2 separate regions of the Mus musculus genome follow, and region 2 is linked to region 1. Evidence: chromatin contacts called from public HiChIP or PLAC-seq data. All regions are on one chromosome and are shown on one strand. The core of a region is the stretch at or near the end of the contact, and the rest is flanking DNA. Distances in the headings are between cores, read along the strand shown.

Region 1 (3,711 bases), core at 850-3,349:
GTAAAGGCTTAGGCTGGGGCTCACATTAGCTCAGAGCCCTGTGCATGATGCTGCATGCCTCCTTCAATGCAGTTCAATTAAGCTTAATATCCTATGACTCAAGGGTTTGCACACCAAGGCTTGGCACTTAATATTGTAATTACCTCTTTTGATTAGAACTGCCTTTCATAAGCAAATCAAGGCAGTGGTTTGACAAGCTTGAGGAATTGCTTAGGGAGCTCACTCTACAAGTTCCACGGGGGAATTATAATCACGGTAATTATCGTCCAAGCGAGATTCCAGTTCTCCATGTACGGGATGTACTGGGAGGTAAGTGCATAAGAGTCACGCATTGCGTCCTCCCCCCTCCCCCCTCCCCCGCTCGGGGTAAGCTGCAGAACTGTAAACAAGGAACAAGCTTGAAGCAAGCTCAGTGCAGTCCACAGGCTGAGTTGCTTGTAGTGAGACAGGGCTCAGACTGTTCAGTACATTGAAAGCAATTACTTGGCCACACTGCGGTTGTGGGTTTTGTTTCTCCTCCTCTCCACTGAAACTGGACACATAGCTGGTAAAAACCCACTCACCAATTCGGTGCTAATGGTTGGAACTCTGTGGACAATGAGATGCGAATCCACACTCCGCTCTTTGCGAGGTAAAGATAATGTTGCCCTGATTATAGAAACTAAAATCATCAAGAATCCGGGTGGGTAATGATGCGGGACAGGATTTGGCTCCGAGTTTTTAGGGTCTCAGTCAGTGTGCAGATAAAATGGCCCCTGAAGGATGAATACAGACTCTGTTGGTGATGCTCTGAGCGTGCTGGGCTGATTTTTACAAAACAGATGTCTCAAGGAGACTGAAAGCCTTTTCTAAGCCGCAAGAGAGTCTTGTTACACAGAAGTATTCAGCCTACGGATGAGCAAGCTGCCTTTCTGGACCCATGGCCACGCGCTGGTTGCCCTGGGAGGCTGGAACAAGTCTCTCATATTAAAACACACCATCTGCCTACAGTGCTCCAAGGAGACTCTAAGAAATAGTTACTAGTTCTCTTTTTCTTGGAGAATTTTTTTTTATGTTGGGGGCCCCTTACTCTCTGGAAACATTATCTCTCATGTCAAAAGTCCATACTAGTTGTTCCCCACTGCACACACTCCACAGTCATCGCCCCTCACCCTGGACTTTTTCTCTCCATCATCCACAGCCCAAAGATTCTTTTAAAAATTAACAAAAACAGAAGGGAAAAAAATGCCACAAGACCAAGATTACTAGCAGATGTTCCGGCGATGCTGGAGAGTGGAAAAGGCACTGGAGACTGGAATTCCCTCCTCAGCCCCTTTGGAAAGCAGCACAGAGCTAGTGATGGTCTCGAGGACACACCTCAATGCACTTCCTCACGGTTTCATTCTTTCAAGAAATATCCTCTGAATAAGAAAAGATGCCAAGCCTGCAGCTGAGCTCCTCCGCCACAAAGGGAATAAGAAACATTTACTGAGAGCTTGTTATGTGCAAGACACTACTCTAAACCTCCCAGGTTAGAGTGTACTAACCCAGTTTCCATAACAACTCATGTTTATCCTCAAATGGGAAAACAGTGACAGGGAGTGATGATAAAATTGTTGGTCCAAACAGCAATATGAACTAACCAGTACCCCCAGAGCTCGTGTCTCTAGCTGCATATGTAGCAGAGGATGGCCTAGTTGGCCATCATTGGGAAGAGAGGCCCCTCAGTCTAGCAAACCTTATATGCCCGAGTACAGGAGAATGCCAGGGCCAAAAAGCGGGAGTGGATGAGTAGGGGAACATGGCAGGGGGGAGGATATAGGGGGAGGATAGAATTTGAAATTTGAAATGTATATAAAGAAAATATCCAATTAAAAAAATGTGAAAAAAATTGATGGTCCAAAATCACACAGGTGGGAGAAAGAGAGTTCAGAACTGGAGCCTCAGTAGTCGGATTCTTTAGCCTAAGCCACAAGTCAACAAGCTTTTCCTGTAAAGGGCAAGATAAGAAATGATTTAGACTTCATGAGCCAAATGGTCTCCTGCTATTACTCACTTCAGCTACAATAGCTCAGAAGCAGTGCTGGGTAATGCATACATAAGCAGGCGTGGCTGGGTTCTGATATGACTATATGCATGGATGCTGACATCTGAATTGCATAGCATTTTTATGTGTCATGAAGTAGTCCTGATCGGTTGAGTAATTTTTCCTAGTCGTTTAAAAATATAAAACTCTTAACAACATCATGAATTAAACAAAATAAGAGGTAAGCTAGATATATTTTCAGTCTCTAAGACTGATCCCTGGCCCAGGTTATATTAGGAAATAACACAGTGTTATTTTCCTTGTGGGTCCTGTAACCTGGCTGGGGGGTGTAAGCTGAGAGCTTTACATTTGTGCACTTGATGCTTGTTTGGCCTGCATCACTCCACCTATAGCCTCCCCTGTCCCTGGTTCAATCCTTCTTGTCTGAAGGGGTTCACAGTGACCTCTTTCCTCTAAGGCATCTTTTCTTGATGCTTGTTGCTCTCTTCCCAGTGATAACGTTTCTTCCCAGCACTCTCTCCTCTATGTTAATGGCCTTACAGCTACCTAATGCTATGTCTGCATAGAGAAGTAAGATCTCATATATTTGTCCTTTCCAGGATCCTAATCAGACTCGACATGGACAGGACATACACAGGTTAATGGAATTATTTTAAGGATGGAGAATTATTGCCCAGGTGAAGGCAAAATGAACATATAAACTGAGTTGTATAAAAGAGTACTCAGGGCCAGTAAGATGGAGGAGAGCTGGTATGGTATCCTGGGGGTACAGCAAGCACGGTCAGTCAAGAAGCAGGATAAGCAGGGATGAGCAGGTATAGCAGCTCATGCCTATCATCCCTAGCACTTAAAAGACTGTGACAGGGAGATAGATAACCGTGAGTTCAAGGCTACAGAGTGAGTGGGATAGAGTGAGACCCAGGTAACACAGTCAAACACAAACCAAAAAGAAGAACAAAAGGAGGAGCAAGAAGAGGAGGAGGAGGAGGAAGAGGAGGAGGAGGAGGAGGAGAAGCAGGAGGGGCAGGAGGAGGAGGAGGAGGATAAAGTAGAGGAGAGGGAGGAGGAAAAGAACGAAGAAGAGGAACAGTGACTGCAGCAGCTAGCAGCAGCAGCCAGAATAATGAAAAGTACGGCATGACCAGTTATCAGTAGACCAGGAAAACTGTGCAAGTGATAAAAGGAGCAGCCTTGAAGTCAGTGCTTGCATTAGCACTGGATCCCCACTGGGCATATTTGCATGTTCTAAAATTTGGGGGATGCTGTTGACAATTTCAGATTTATTGTTTCTATGATCTGACTTTCTCCTAAAGGATAAAAACATTTCACCCCCAAAATGTGCAGCCTGGGTGTAATTAATATAATGAGTTACAGGCAGCAGAGACTCAGGGGATGCAAGATGAGTTCTAGACTCACTTTATTTCCTTGAAAGCAAGATGTAGACAGCCCTTTGAGGAAGATACCCCTGTGTCTCAGCAGAGAGGGCTGCTATCCTCAGTGAAGAGAGAAACAAAACACTCAGATGTGTCACAACCTCAATGACAGATAACTTTGCTTCCTTTAGTTCATGCAGTGATTTCCAATTGCCAATGTCAGTTGCCAGACAAGGAGTTAGGGATACTGCTCAGAGAGACAAGGTGGTAGGCACACTCTTGTAATCCTAGCATGGAAGGAGAAGGAGGAAG
Region 2 (3,711 bases), core at 820-3,319, 220 kb after region 1:
TTCCAGGCATGCACCTGCTACAGTTTTATTATGTATCCCACAGCATCCTCAAAGTTCCCCCCTGAAGACACTGAACCACAAAATTCTTTTTTTATGGATGAGAAAGCTCACTCGTCAGGGGATACATGATGATGTTTAGTCCAAGGCCTCAGGCCGGCTAGAGGATTTGCAAGTCTAGGCTGCTGAGGGAAAGAAAGCTTATGGATAGAAAGCCATACTCTTCCTTCCTCTCTAGCTCACCTGACCTGTCCATAGTACTGCATTCTAGCTTGCAGTCTGAAGAAAGTGGAGAAAACCTTCTGCTAGCTAGCTCCGGCTCGTTCACATACATTGAAGTTCTTATGGCATTCCAAGATCTCACAACCTACTCACCCAGTGTTTCAAACAGGGAAACTGGGTGAGCAGATGACACAGGAAGCAAACCAAACCTGAGACTTCCAGGTAGGACCTTGGGCTTCAGACTCGGGGTGGGGATTTCCCAAGCTCATCATCTTAAGCATCCACTTGGGGCCCACTAGCAGAGATCCCATGTGCTGCTTGTGGACAGGACACTGGCCCTTTTGGCTCAAATTGAACTATATGGGCCTGCTTCCCTGAAGCAGTTAGGGTACTTTCCTTCTTGGACAACAAGATTATATCCTTTGAGTTGTATGAAATTTTCAGAGCCAGGCCACAGGGAGCTTTCTCTGCCTCAAAGGAGAATGCAGACATAAGTGCTCAAAATGTCTTACTAGTAAACTAGAACTTGCAAAATTCTCTTCTGTCCAAGCCAGTTCTTTCTTTAAAGGCTGTTATGACTCAAGTCTCTCCCTTTGTTATCAGGATTGCTTCCTGATGACCTACCATGAACTACAATTCTCTGACCCTTTCCCCTTATCTCCCTTCTCTGTGTCACATGAAGGCCCCATTCCCATCAGGCAAAACAGCACACCACCTAAGCACAATACATTGTTGGGAGACTTTATGCTATGGTTTGAATCTGAAGTGCTTCTCAAAGATTCATAGTTTAAAAATTCAGTCCCCAGCTGCAGTGCTACTGTGGAGATCTTGGGAAGTGGGGATTGGCTGGCAAAAATTAGCTGCTAGTGGTAGACCTTGGAAGGTTATGCCTGCCTCTGGTACCTTTCTACCTTCTCCTTCCTTTAACAAACCACACATGCAAACTCACACACCATGGACAGAGCCATGCCTTCCCTGCCTTAACAAATTGAAATCCTTCTCAAGTCATGAGCCAAATAAGGCTGTATGCCTGTATTGTTTCTAGCCCATATGTCTGTCACAGAAACAAAAGAGTCTCTCCTACCCTCTATATGTTCGTTTACTGTGCTATATCCACCACAGGAATCCATTTGTGCGCCTTATAAGATGCTGTCTGAAGACGAGGGAGAAGGAGAGCTTAAATGTGAATAAGAATGCTCAGGAAGGTTCCCACTGAGAGGCTGGGGGCTAGGGCTGAAGATGGATCAGGACAAAGTGAGGAGAGGACAGGAGTGTGAAGCCTGAGCGAGGGTGGCTACTGATGGAGCTGGGAGGACAGGAAGACAGCATTGGCTCAGCTGGAGAATGAACTGTGAAAAGGTCAGGCCACAGCCAGACTGGGAAGGATCAGTGGTCTATCTGGGGAGCTTGGATTTCCAACTTGCTGGGTGCTATTGTTTAATAGTGTGTGGCATTTGTGAACTTGGCAGTCAGAAGGCCGATGCAGGAGCATTGCCATGGTTTCAAGGGTAGCTTGGTCTGATGAGTATCAGGGTTACATAGCAAAACCCTAAGAGATAACAACAACAACAACAACAGCAACATAGCATAGTTCTCAAATTTAAAAAGAAAATGAACTTTGGTTTCATGAAGCTGAGCTGTCAGGGAACCCAGTCTACGTGATCCGATAAGCATCTATTTTTTTTACCTGTGTACTGATTAACGTGGATCACATGACTTCCCGTTAACTCCGGGTGGCACTGGGAGGACGTTTCATAACAGAATTGCTCTTCTGGATTGCTGGGACATAGAAAGGTAGGAGCCCTGGGTGGATCATTATGGCTCCTTGGCTATATAAATTCTCCAGAGTGTAACAGAATGACTCACAGTGAAAACATGAGATTGCCATGCAGCTTGTCTCGAGATAGCCATCCCAGCCAAGAAAAGCCATATCCATGTGGCATCTGGCCAGTGGGTCCCGGCATCTGCTCAGCAGATGCTCCTCCCCCACACTGGATGCGATTGGCCGCTTCCTGAATCACTCTCTCCCAGGGACTACATATATGAAGAGAATACATCATGTTTTCATACTCAGTCTACCACTTTTCACCTCAGCCTCACTTTCCCCCTTTGTCAGGCAGAGATTACAACAACCATCCTTAGAAGCCTCAGAGAGTTGTTAAATGATGAAAAGTACCTGGCTAGTATGAGATCCTAAGATTTACAAGTGTCACTTTTGCTGAGGCCCAATCCTGTTTTCACCCAGGTTTTGTAATGAGTAGAGAATAAGGAGCTGAGAACCTTAGAAATAAAAGCTTTCTTCCCAACTATGCAGCCATATATCATTTCAGACCAGGCGAATCACTTAGGCAACAAGGCAGGTGGAAGAGCTACATAGCATGAGCACATGACTTCCTGGGACCATGCTGGCTCACCGCAGAGATGAGTGGACGTTCTTTGGATGACACTTTAACCTTTCACCACCACTTTAGTTGACCTTGGGATTGAAGGGTTAAAGGGAAATCCTAGGGTGACAGTATTTACAAAATCCAATGAGAATTCTAAGGCTCCAGGTACTCCAGTGGAACAAATAAACCATCAAGAAATGGATTCATCTCAAGCAGGAAATGAAAATGACTAGAGTTCCAGTGGTTAGTATGTGTCTCTCTTGTCTACATAGTCTTGGGCAGGAGTTGACTAAACAACAATTGATCTAAATTAATTTTAATCTCTGATATTAGAAGGTGTTGAATACTTCACATGAGAAATGTAGTGATTTTGCATGGATATTTTACCCGTTCCTTGGTGGCGATTGAGTCTTTCCTGTGAAGTTGGACTCAAATTCTCTTCCTAAGATGGCCACTCTGGAGAAAGAAACAATTTTTCCAGAATTAGTGTAGATCAGTACCTTTGAGTTGGATAGAAACAACTTGCCATACCCAATGTCATCAGTACAAGGGAAAGACAGAAAGCATTTAGGGTGTAAACTAAAGAGGAAATTCCGACATTTTGGGTGTGTGGTCTCAGCACTTAGGAGACAGATGAATGAGGATTAAGAGCGAAGGTTATTTGCAGTGACAATTGAGTTTGAAAAAAGCTTGAACTATGTGAGACTCTGAAGGTAAGAATGAAAAAAGAAAGAGAGAGGGAGAGAGAAAGAGAGGAGAGAGAAGGAAGGAAGGAAGGAAGGAAGGAAGGAAGGAAGGAAGGAAGGAAGGAAGGAAGGAAGGAAGGAAGGAAGGAAGGAAGGAAGGAAGGAAGGAAGGAAGGACAGAAAGGAGAGTGGCAATGTATTAAATAATCTCTTTTGAGTGTATCCTTAAGCAAAGATGAAGTAGTAGCTATGGTTGGTGAGAACAGTGCGGCAAGATGCCTGTGTCATTGTAGCCACTGTTTGGGGTAAGATGGCAGAGCACATACCAGGTGACCCTGGGGAAGGAACCAACACAGATCAGAGATGTTATCTTACGCATGCTGGGCAAGCTCCAGCTCTGGAAGGGCAGAGAAAAGAAT

Evidence for each region. HiChIP or PLAC-seq counts read pairs in DNA pulled down with a chosen protein or histone mark.
Region 2: a FOXA1 HiChIP or PLAC-seq map of pancreatic cancer cells shows a contact between it and region 1. The contact joins two enhancer-like sites. A contact is called at or near these places in 1 of 484 Hi-C or Micro-C datasets (epidermal suprabasal cells) and 2 of 115 datasets of contacts at active chromatin or transcription factors (fibro-adipogenic progenitors and pancreatic cancer cells).

What each region holds. Positions count from the first base shown.
Region 1 is chr4:55,925,954-55,929,664 of GRCm38.p6, reverse strand. No RefSeq gene overlaps it. Among named protein-coding and RNA genes, the nearest start is that of Gm34482, 26 kb to the left of the region's middle. Within about 2 kb of position 2,099, at least 35 of the 459 cell types and tissues checked have an H3K27ac peak or open chromatin away from gene starts, as enhancers often do. A contact at or near this core is called in pancreatic cancer cells, where this site is marked.
Region 2 is chr4:55,706,454-55,710,164 of GRCm38.p6, reverse strand. No RefSeq gene overlaps it. Among named protein-coding and RNA genes, the nearest start is that of Gm12511, 140 kb to the right of the region's middle. Within about 2 kb of position 2,069, at least 31 of the 459 cell types and tissues checked have an H3K27ac peak or open chromatin away from gene starts, as enhancers often do. A contact at or near this core is called in pancreatic cancer cells, where this site is marked.